Regions from separate parts of the Sus scrofa genome. Here region 1 is linked to region 2. The links are chromatin contacts, called in public Hi-C maps. All regions are on one chromosome and are shown on one strand. The core of a region is the stretch at or near the end of the contact, and the rest is flanking DNA. Distances in the headings are between cores, read along the strand shown.

What was found. A called contact is a pair of places that touch in the nucleus more often than the background predicts.
Region 1: a Hi-C map of liver shows a contact between it and region 2, with 4 times the contacts expected there. The contact joins the enhancer-like site here to the promoter of ACAA2 in region 2. A contact is called at or near these places in 3 of 5 promoter capture datasets (fetal liver and liver) and 7 of 47 Hi-C or Micro-C datasets (heart right ventricle, liver, retroperitoneal adipose tissue and 1 more).

The regions. Positions count from the first base shown.
Region 1 is chr1:99,434,659-99,440,852 of Sscrofa11.1, forward strand. It overlaps MYO5B (unconventional myosin-Vb), which reads right to left. Exons shown (of 39, transcript XM_021093027.1): 30 at 1,473-1,671. Among named protein-coding and RNA genes, the nearest start is that of ACAA2, 130 kb to the left of the region's middle. Within about 2 kb of position 1,298, at least 3 of the 83 cell types and tissues checked have an H3K27ac peak or open chromatin away from gene starts, as enhancers often do. A contact at or near this core is called in fetal liver and liver, where this site is marked.
Region 2 is chr1:99,308,139-99,313,905 of Sscrofa11.1, forward strand. It overlaps ACAA2 (acetyl-CoA acyltransferase 2), which reads right to left and starts at 2,621. Exons shown (of 10, transcript NM_001167638.1): 1 at 2,606-2,621. The coding sequence starts at 2,621. It overlaps LOC102158467 (a long non-coding RNA gene), which reads left to right and starts at 3,196. Exons shown (of 3, transcript XR_002344322.1): 1 at 3,196-3,292; 2 at 4,693-4,914.

The DNA.
Region 1 (6,194 bases), core at 48-2,547, 130 kb after region 2:
ATCTAATCATGCCCTGGAGGGCCGGGGTGGCATCGGGGCCGAGTGTGGCTCACAGGCAGCCATCGAGGAGGCCAGGCTCTGGGAAAATGTGGGGGCCCAGCTCCACACAGCTCACTGCTCCCCCGACTGGACCCACGAAGCACGCAATGGCTCAGAGCATTCCCCCGGTCTAGACCAAAGACTCCTCCTGCTCAGGCAGCCGAACCCACAGTTCTCTGGGCCAAGCCTCCTTGGGCTGCCATGACAAACCCCCCAGGAGACCCTCAGCCTCGTGTCCCCAGGAGGATGGGCGGTGCCCTGGGAAAGAGCGGACAAGTGAAGGCACGCAAGGGCAACAGGGAGGCCGCAGGCCAGTGAGGTTACCTGGGGCACAGAAGCAAAACAGGCTCAAGGCTTGGGCCCCTGCGTGGCTGCCTAATTCCTAGCAACCACCACCACATGGAGAAAATCAGCCCCCTGGGACCCGAGATGCATTAAAGCATTAAAGCCACCCTGTTCCAGCCTGGTAGTGGTTCTCCGTGGCAGAGAGAGGGGTAGAGGGAGCTCCATGACCATTACAGACTCTGTGACTAGGAGGGATGCAGATGACAGAAGCAACCATCCATTGTGGGATCTCAGGAAACTATGGGCTCCCTTCCTGCTCCCTCCTCTGCCCATTCACATGGGTGACATCCCTTTCATGCCTCCTGCCGCAGCTCAAGTCTCCTGACTATTCTTTTTCTGCATACATATTAATCCCATGGAGAACTGGATTTTTGGAAACAGCGTCTTCTTTTTCTTTTTGTTTCACATGCTCTGCTTTCCCTACTGGCCTGCTAGCTCTCTGAGGACAGAGACTTTCTGCCATTTCTCCGGCATCTGCCAGGGCTCCCCTGGTGACTGTCTGCAAGGACAGCCACCAACAATTCCTCCTGCTACCCACCCCCCCCCCCAAGCAAAAGGAGGAGTCTGCCCCCACCACTCAACCTGGCTAGATTTGTCTTGATCAAGAGACTGTGGCAGAAGTGCCCTGAGCCAGTTCTGGGACTAGACCTTTGGAGGCCTCCAAGCTCATCCTCCTGGAGGCCAGCTGCCACAGGAAGCAGCTCAGGGTGGTCCAATGAAAGACAAGGAGCATTGGGAAAGCAGACCAGGTGGAGGGAACTGAGGCCTCAGATCCAGGATGGGGCTGTCTTGCTTCCTCCAGCCCCAGCCAATCAGTTGGGGCAGAGAAGATCCACCCCCACTGAGCCCTGCCAGAACTCGTGACTGGTAAAATGGGGTACTGTTCTAAGCAAGTGGTTTGGGGTTGTATATTAACAGATAAGTATTTATCTCTATAAACTCTTCCTGACTGGAAGTTTCCAGATTCTCTGTTCTTGCACAGAGCTAAGGACTTTAACCTTGACCATTTGGTGAAAGGCCATTCCTGAACCCCACCTCTTCCAGAATGTGACCTCCCTGAGCTGGACCCTGTGGGGCACGGTACGCACCAGGTTCTCGTTAGTCAGCCGGGATATCTCCTGCTGGACGCCGAACTCCACCTGTGCCTCTGGGGAGAGCAGCAGCGTCTGGCAAAAGGTCTGCTGCTGCTTGTCCAGCTCCTCCTTCAGGGCCTCCACCTGGGCCTTGAGACCCTCCACCTCCTCCTCATGCTCACGGCTCTGGGCCTGCAGCTGGGCCTCCAGCAACCTGCACGGGGAGAGGAGTGCAGGTGACTGGGGTGCACTCGAGTCAGTGCCCCCAGGTAAGAGCCACAGACAGACATGGCCGAGGGGAGCAGCCAAGCAGGGACACAGCAGCAGCATCGATTGCACGGAACCAACAGGGGATGACATGGGGGGTGCAGATCCATGGGGCTGCGCGGGCAGGCGGGCCAGCCTGACCTCACTTGGAGGACAGGAGATCAAGGCCAAATGCAGCACCCCCTGGCCTTGGGCCTTTATCTTATTCCTCATTCTTGAGCATAGCTGGTCTGGGATTGGGGACTGCTTCCACGTCAAAATATTAGCAGAAATAAATGTCCTATAGCATGTTTTCAATAAAAGCATCCATATCTGCCCCAAAGCTCCCAAGAATCTCCTTGCTGAGACAAACCTCTGGTAGAATGAACTATACTACTGCATACTGTCCTAGAGTAGATTCTCTGTAAGTTTTAGAAAGGCAAAACATTAGCCCCTTTCTTTTTATTTATCTTACCACTATTACCCCTACTTGATCTCTGGCCTTTTCTATACAATTTCTCCCCAGTCATAACAGAAAGTAATTGCAAATGATCTGGGGATAGGGAGGTTTAAGATCAACTGCTGTCATGACAAGAAGCAGAGAGACCTAGAAAAGGTCTGGAGAAGGTTGGGGAGAAGTTGTGGAAGACTCTTTGGGCCATTCTGGGAGCCACCTGTTCCAACGTAATAGAAGGCAAGGAGTTAAGGAAGTTAAAGGCTCCTTTTCAGGAAGTTAATTACTGATAAGACTATGAGCGATCTTCTTGGACTTCACTGCTTGAATAAATTTTCATTAGAAGCCCTCTGACTTGGCCACCCCCTCCTCCTCCTGGGATGCAGATAAAGACTGTGGTCAGAGGTGGGCAGAATTAGGACCCTGGAAGTGCCTAGGAGACAGCTCCAAGAGCCCCTGGAGCCAGGGGGCACAGGCACCAGGTTTCTGCACTTCGGCTCTTGGTCTGGGACAGGATCATTGCCACCAGAGAGGAGGGAGCAAATCCACAAGGCAACGAGAGGGGTAAGTCTACACTGTAAAGTCCCAGAGGGAAGTGACCACGTGTTTAGTCTGCCCCACCGCAGCACCAGGTGAGATGCTTGGCGCCCAGGGACTTCTCAGCAAAGTGACACAAACGAAGACATGATGGCGAGATGACCAATTCACCCCCTCCTCACAGGCGGCATCACCAAAAGCAAACAACAGGGCGAGGACTGTGGGAGATAATTTGGGAATTGAATCAGCATTTTTAGAGGACACACAATAGGTAGATAACAGCCAATCTTGACTATAATACGCTGAAAGTAATCACCAGTTAAGTGATACATTTAATAAAGGAAATAGACCTGAACACTGGGTTCTAGGAATTCTGCCTCCAGGATTAACTCTGGGTTTGTGCTGTGAGTTTACTGCTCACATATTTCTTACCCTCCATGTAGACTATAGCTGGGTGACAGCCCAGGGTTCTGTGCAAGGTCCGAGAACCCCTGCCCAAGAACCAAGCCAGCCGCCTCACCTTGCAGGTGTGAAAAGAATACGAGAGAGGCTGGGGGTCATGACCAGTGGCAGAGCTGCTTCTAGAAGCCAGGTCTCCTGATGTGTAGGGCTGTGCCTTCTTTGTTGATTTATGCTTTCATTTGCCAATGCGTTAAACCATATCTAGCGCCTTCTCACACCCACAAATAAGACAATTCCTAGATGGGACAGGAATCTGATCGTACTGAAAAATAGCCATTTAACACATGTAGCAGCCAGTATTCATTCCACACTTACTGCATGCCAGGCAGTGCAACATGCTTCACTAGGGTCGGCCCTATTCCTCACAATGACCTGAGGAGACAGGTCCAGTTCTGATCCAGCTGGAGGTCACGCTGCTCACAGTGGGGGCCACATTTGAACCCAAAGCCAGGAGACACGCTGCCTTGAGAACAAGCTGATCTTAACTTTCTTTTGCCAATAAGAGAGGCTCCTGCTGCCTGTTTTTGTTTTTGTTTTAGGGCCATACCTGCAGCATATGGAAGTTCCTGGTCCAAGCCGCATCTGTGATCTACACCACAGCTCATAGCAACACCAGATCCTTAACCCACTGAACTGGGCCAGGGATCAAACCTGTGTCCTCATGGATACTAGCTGGGTCTGTTACTTCTGAGCCACAATGGGAACTCTGGCTCTTGCTGCTGTCATAGGACCTCTACGATGTCATTAGTAGTCAGAACTTGGGAGATGGTGCATGAGGCCCTTGGCTCCTGTTCCAGCTCTGCCACCACCAAGCTGAGTGCACTGGGGATGGCACTCATGCCACCTGGCCTAGCCTGTCTCCTCTTCTGGGAAACAAGCCTGAGGACCACTGCCCCATCTATTCCTGGGAGTCTCATCTGTGCCACAGCCTCAAAAAGCCACACACTGGCAACAAACATGTGGCACAACCATCAGTTTGTATTAATTTCTGCACACGTCTAACCTTCTTTGCTAAACTGCTCACCCAGGGCTGGCGGCCAAAGGGTTACCGATTCAGATTCATATTCAATGGAACCAGGTTCACATTCTGGATCTTCTGCTCAAGAATCAAGTTCCTCATACCCTGTGAGCTCCAGTAGACTTGCCCCAGGGAAGCGCAGTGAGGGTCAGACCCCATGTCCCTGTAGCACACCTGGCGCTGGGCTGGTCAGCTGCTGTGAGCTCCACAGGGCCAGCACACGTGCCAGAGGGCAGGCTGCGAGGAGCCCTGCACTTGGAGCACAGCCAGCAGCACAAACGCATCTGATGCTCTTGGCTGATCCTGCCGTTAGGATGGTCAGTGTGTTGCATGGGGGCCGCAGAGACTCAGAAACACACAGAATTCACTTCCTCTCAGCTGTGTTTTAGAGAGCTGCGGGCCTGCTGCCCCGTTACCTGCCCCCTACCCCCCACCCCACCCCCGGTCTATCCCTTCACTGCAGAGTGAGTGAGCCGGACCCGCTGGTTTCTAAGGTTCCACTGGGCCATCAGTCACTATCACCTTGACCCCAAGAAGCAGCCTCCACCGACCTGATCCACAGGGCCTGGACACAAAGTGACAGATGGCGATGCAAGGGGCTACCCACCAGCACCCTGTGAACTGCACCCTTGCATCCACTCCAGCTGAAAAACAATGAAGCATAGACACGAGCAGGCAAAACGGAGTAGACACAGGAAGAAAGGGACACATTTGACCTGGCAACTTGCTTTAGGCCTTGGTAGGCCAAGCCGAGCTCTCCATCTTCATTCAAGTATCCCCAATCCTCAGTCTTGCTAGAAATAAAGGACAGAAAAAGGGCATCCACTGTAGAGGGGAGAGATGGGGCAGCAGAGAGCCCGGGAAAGGGAGATGGCAGCCAAGGTGTGGAAAGGCAGGAGAGAAGGCTCCAGAACGCTCAGCTCCCCCTCCTCCCCTCCCGTCACCGGCATCTGGGTGCCTGCAAACATCAGCTCCGCCAAGTCTCCTGGCTTCCAGTCACTGTCTGGAGAGTGGGTTCCCACCCTCTCCTATGGGACTCACTGGGCACCCCCAGCCAGAAAGCACGATGCTGAAGGCAGAGCGGAGGTGGCACTTGTTCTGATGCTGCTGCAAATGGAGGTGGCATTCACCTGTGTTCACTCCCTGTCCTCCCCTCTACCTGAACAAACTGGGGAAAGAATCAGGAGATGAAAAAAGGGCAGGGAGGAGGGGACCGTGCAGGGGTGGAAGGTGCAGACGCTGTGAGGGTGTTAGCTGCACTGGGTGGGGACAGTGGCCTCCCAGATGCCCGAGTGATCTGGGGGTGGGACCTCGGGGACATCTGGCTCCCTGAGGACAGGGAAGGAGGCTACATATTTTATCTGCTTTTCAAGGCATATGTCTCTCCTGTCACTTCTTAAGGGCACAAAAGTGTTAACTCCAGCCCTCACTACAGAGTCTTGCATAATAAAGCTAGTTTGGCACAGCATTTTAAATCAACTATACTTCAGCAAATGCAAATGAAAACATTACATAATTCTAGATAACACTAAAAAAAACAAAACAAAACAAAACAAACAAAAAAAAAACCCAACAACTAGCATCTTGGCAACCAGCAGGATGAGAACTGAACTTTCTCCCTTTGACCCTGGCATCAGGTTCATTACCCCTATTTACTAATTGAAAAAGCAGAAGGTCAGATGTCTCCTATTTGCAAGTTATTTTGTCTTTTCCTTTGCCCTGTGTCTGCCCAGTGCCAGCAGCAGAATTCTTGGAGAGCAGGCACATGTCATAGACTCCCCCAGCATGGAGTCCCCCTTACCCCCCTCCCCTGTCTCACACAGCCCTGGGCACACACAAGACCCCTGAAGGCCAGTGGGACTGGGTGGTAGGCAGAGCCCTGCTGCCCCCAACCCTGGGTTTCAGCTCCTCCATCCCTGCTCCTGGGGGGGCCTCTGCTCCTGCTGGTTTGATCCCAGTTTTCCTGGCAGGAATTATGAAGCAGAAGCTGCATCCACACTGCCTGCTACCAGGACCAGTA
Region 2 (5,767 bases), core at 1,371-3,870:
CTAGAATATTCCTGACAAGAAGTCCTCTCTAACCTCTGCTAAAAAACCTTCCAGAAGAAGGTATGTGCCATACTGTGATGCCCATGAACGCCCATGAATGGACAACATAAACTAATGATTTTTCTCATACTGAGCAGGCACAGTTTACCAAGTCTTCTATTTACCGATTCTAGTTCTATCCAAATGCATCCCAAAGTCAGACAATATATTTCTTCTAGAATATACATTGCTTCAAATTTGAATTATATATATGCCATTGCTTCTTGAGTCAGAGGATGACTCAATTTACAAATTTCAAAGAACTTTATCTTTTCCTGTTATACTTTACTCCTAGAATAAAATGGGCAACAGCAGATCACCTTTATCACAGGTATACAAAATGGCACAGATTGGAAGAGAGTGTGGCAGTTTCTTTCACAACTAAAACTAAACATGCTCTACCCAAATGGTCCAGTCATCACTTATTTGATAAACGACTGGTATCTAAAATACACAAAGAACTCTTGAAACTCAAATAACCCAGTTTAAAAAAAAATGAGTGAAAAATTGAACAGATAGCTCACCAAAGACAATATACAAATGGCAAACAACCATATGAAAAAAATGCTTGGAATTCCCACTGTGGCACAATGGGATTGGCAGCATCTCTGCAGCACCAGGATGCAGGTTCCTGGCCTGGCACAGTGGGTTAAAGGATCTGGCACTGATGCAGCTGTGGCATGAGTTGCAACTGCAGCTTGGATCTGCTCCCTGGCCCAGGAACTCCATACGCCACAGGGTGGCCAAAAAAGTAAAAAAAAAAAAAAAAAAGGAGGCTTGATTATCTTTTATCTTATGTCATTAGGTAAATGCAAACTAAAACAATGGGATGCCATCTGACAACTATTACAGTGTCTAAAATCAAAAACACTGGCAACACCAAGTGCTGATGAGCATGTGGAACAAAGGTTCGATCACTGGCCTCACTCAGTGGGTTAAGGATCCAGTGCTGCTGTGAGCTGTGGTAAAGGTCACAGATGTGGCTCGGATCTGGCGTTGCTGTGGCTGTAGTGTAGGCCGGTGGCTACAGCTCCGATTAGACGCCTAGCCTGGGAATTTCCATATGCCGTGGGAGTGGCCCTAGAAATGGCAAAAAGACAAAAAAAAAAATAAAATAAAATAAAATAAAAAATAAAAATAGAGAAATCAACAAAAATACTATTTTCTTTTAAAGAAGATAGCTGATGATAATGCAGCTTTTACATGATTTGGGTTTTTTGCATAACTCATCTAAAAAAGTCAATATGCTGCTTTATTAAATTCAGAGTTGGAAAGAGCACTGAAAAATTAAATCCAATTATAGGAAACATTTTGTTTCGGAAATCCCATTTTTCACTTGCACTGTTCACAGGTCATTTAGGTTTTTCTGAGCCCCAGATACCCCTTTCCAACTGCCTACCTGTCATCTGCACTTGAGCGGCTCAATATTCTCTTCCAAGTTAAGTCTCCTCAGTTTTTCTCACTCTATAAGCAGTACCATCATGAACACAATTCCTCAAACATGAGACCTGAAGTCATTTTTAATATACATAAACTGTTCTATCGGAAGGTTCTTCAAAGGACACAAAATAAGCATGAGCTTTTCTTTTCTTTTGTCTTTCTGGGGCCACACTTTCAGCATATGCCCCCAGACCAGTGGTCAAATTAGAGCTGTAGCTGCCAGCCTACACCACAGCCCCAGAAATGCCAGATCCGAGCAGCCAGCAGCATCTGCTACCTACACCACAGCTCATGGGAACTCCAGATCCTTAACCCACTGAGTGAGGCCAGGGATGGAACCAAGTCCTCATGGATACTAGTCGGGTTCATGTCAGGAACTACAAGGATGAACTTTTAAAATTCCATTTACTGTGACCATTTGTTATGAAAAGCAGAGTTCATATAATTTTTTAAGTTAATAACCATAGGAGTTCCCTGGTGGCCTAATGGATAAGGACTGATCGCTGTCACTACTGTGGCTCGGGTTCCGTCCCTGGCCCAGGAATTTCTGCACGCTCTGGGTGCAGTAAAAAAACAAAAAACAAAAAACAAAAAAACCAAAACTACAGAATTTACGTCTTCAGTGATTTACACGTTTCTGGTTTCTGGAGTCACTCAAAAGAAATGGAAGGGAAAGGGGGATTAGGTCAGGTTCTCCAACAGAACGCTAACAAGCATGTTAGAGGAGACGGTCACTGCGGCAGAAATTTCCTGGACACCCCAAAAAAACATCCATACTTCCCCCAAGTCTTGCCCACGCCTTGACCAAGGCCGAGCCCACCGGGTTCATCTGAAAGGTACTCCTCTGGCCCCGGCTTACTGAGCAGGCTCCGCCGCCTCCCAGATCGCTGAACCACAGGGTGAGTCACTACCCCGCGGAGACGAAAAATGACCTTCAAGGTCGGAAGTGAGCAAACTGTCCTCTCAACTGGAAGTTGCAGAGGTTACTATAAACAGTGCCTTACAAGTATGTTTTCTCCTGAACCCAAACAATGCTTTCGGCGTTGCATTTCTTCCAAGTCCCCTTTTCTGTGCAGGCGACGCAGATTCCCTCCTAGACCAGACCACAAGGGCCGGAGGCGCTCACCTCGGAGCAGAGCCATGGTGGCTGCAGCGTAGGGTCCTCCTCGATGCAGACCGGCCGCGCGAGGTCCTGCAGACTTTAGGAGCGAGGGGGCGGTGCCAGCAGGGCCGCGCCCCTGCCTTCTCACACATTGGGCACCCAGCCAGTTATCCGCCGCTTTGGAACTCTCAGCCCTCTAAGCGCCATCCCACAGGACTGGGTGGGGGCGGAGGCACTGGGACTAGGGTCCTCGTGAGCGGATTTTTCCCTCACATCGTTTTTAGGACTTTATCTCTGTGTGGTTTTTTTTTTTTTTTTTTAGGGCCACAGCCACGTCATACGGAAGTTCCCGGGCTAGGGGGTCCAATCCGAGTTGCAGCTGCCGGCCTATCCACAGTCACAGCAACACTAGATCCTAGCCCCATTTGCTATCTATAGATCCTTAACCCACTGAGTGTGCGAGGCCAGGAATGAACCTTATCTTCATGGGCACTAGTCAGGTTCATTTCCTCAACGGAAACTCCCATTCTCTATTCCCCCAGGGGGAAAAAAAAAATAATTTGACTCTACCCTATCCATTCTCTTCCCAGCCTTTATAAACCTGCCCCACCTTCCGCAAAAGCTGAAGATCAGTTGGTGCGGCGCTGCCGGAAGTCGAATGGGCGGAGCGTGGAAGATGGCGAGGGGGGATTGGCTAAGCCCATTTTGCAGGTTGGGTAGGCCACTGCCCAGACCGCTGGCAAAGGCCTAGGCCTCTGGGCGGGGGAGGGGAAATAGGTCCCGGGAGGGGGCGGGGAGGTTTGCGCCCTAGGAGTGTAGCGACTGTTTTAGGGCGGAGGCGCCCCCTGTTCCACTTTGCAGGCCCCGAATGAAGCCGCAGTATTTTCCTTATATGATTGGGCCCCATGGCTTGGCAGCGCTGCTGCTGGCCTGGAGCCTGAGAGGATTATAATACGTGACTGGCGAGGTGGGGGCCGGGAACGGGGGTTGGGGGGAAGAGGAGGGGCAGCTGGTTAGGCTAGGGATGAGGGAGGTTAGGGATGCCTCTGCCGCTGTAACTGTGAGCCCTGGTCGATGATGACGTGACCACTGCGCAATCTGAGATCTGGGAACCAGGTGATGGAGTTTGTGCTGAGAACGATCTGAGACCAGGGTAGCAGGAGGCGATCCGGGCAGAGATGGGGCAGATTCTCAGCGCCAGGGCTTGGAGGCCGGCCAGGCTGCCTCAGGCTTCTGATAAGGGGTGGTGGGAGGCTCTGAGGTTTTCTGAGCCAACAGCGAATGCCTTCTCTTCAAACACTTTCGTGGCCCTGTCACATCGTTTGTTGTTGTGGGTTTTTTTTTTTTTTTTTTGGTTTGTTTGGGTTTGGGGTGTTTTGTTTTTGTTTTTGTTTTTTTTTTTGTTTGGGCCGCCACTCGGCATATGGAAGTTCCTGGGTCAGGGATCAGATCAGAGCTGCTCTAGCGTTTTACACCACTGGCTCCGTGTTGGGTGGGGTATCAAAACTGCATCCCGGCGCTGCAGCAAGAACTCCTATTTTTTTTAACCCAGTGTTGTTATTGTGAAAACTTTCTCGAACTTACAGAAAAGTAGAAAGAAACATAGAAAGAGCAAACACTGGTATATTCACTGACTGTATTCTACCCTTAACATTTTGCCATATTTGCTGTATCATTTCCTCTCTTCTTCCATCAAACCATCTTATTTATTTATTTACGCAGACCTTAGTACACTTCACCCCAGGAATACCTTAGTTCATGTTAGAGGTCAGTATTTGTTTACTCTTTTAAGGGAAAATTTCCATGTGTTCAGGATTGAATTGGATTCTTGTAATCCAAACCACTCAAGGCTTTCAAAATGTAATTAGAACATGTCCATAGTTACAGATGTACATCATTCATTTCCCATCCAACTCCCATTTAGCCATTGTTCCCTTTTTCTCACCAGCTATTGTAATTCGATCCTCTGGTTTATTCCTTTTCTTTTTCTGTTTCTTTCATTTGAGCAAATCCAGGAAATTGACAGTCATCGATTCAATACAGAAATTCTAAGATTATTAACATTGTATTTATTTATTTATTTATTTATTTTTGTCTTTCTGTCTTTTTAGGGTCACACCCACGGCATATTCTAGAGGATGAGCAGAGAGTGATAGTAAAATAAAACTGCCACATTTGGGAACTGTTTGTCCAGCATTGAAACAAGCACTTATGAACGCCGTTTATAATTTTTACACTCAGGCAATATGAGAATTGTACAAAACAGAAAAACATAATTCACATAACATCAGACAAATCCAAATTGAGGGACATTTTGCAACTCCATGAAATAGGTAGGGGTTTTTCCTTTCTCTCTCTCTCTTTTTTTTTTTTTTTTTTTGAACTATGACAACATTTTATTTTATTTATTTATTTTTTGCTTCTTAGGCCTGCACCTGTGGCATCTAGAAGTTCCCACCTCAGGGTTATATCTGAACTGCAGCTGCCAGCCTATGCCACAGCCACAGCAACATGGGATCTAAGGCACATCTGTGATTTGCACCACAGCTCACAGCAACACCAGATCCTTAACCCACTAAGCAAGGCCAGGGATTGAACCTGCATCCTCATGGATATTGGGATCTTAACCCAGTGAACCACAACAGGAACTCAACATTTTAGTTTTTCTAAAAAATATTTTATTGAGGTAGAGTTGATTTACAATGTTGTGTTAATTTCTACTGCATAGCAAAGTGATTTAATTAAAAATATATATTATTTTTCACATTCTTTTCCATTATAGTTTATTACAAGATATTGAATATAGTTCCCATTATAGTTTATTATAAGATATTGAGTGGGGCTCTTGAGTGTAGTCCCAACAAGTAGGGGCTTGTTGTTTATCCATCCTATATATATATAGGTTTGCATATATAATGGTTTGCATCTGCTAATCTTAAACTGTACCACAGCAGGAGCTCCTGTGTCATATTTTAGATTCCATTTATAAGTGATGTCATATTTTTCTCTCTCTGTTTCACCTCATTAGTATGATAATATCTAGGTCCATCCATGTTCCTGCAGATGGCATTATTTCATTCTTTTTTATGGCTGAGTAGTAGTCCATTGTGTGTATATACACACCACATATTCTTTATCCATTCATCAGGGCATTTATGTTCTTTCTATGTTGTGGCTATTGTAAAT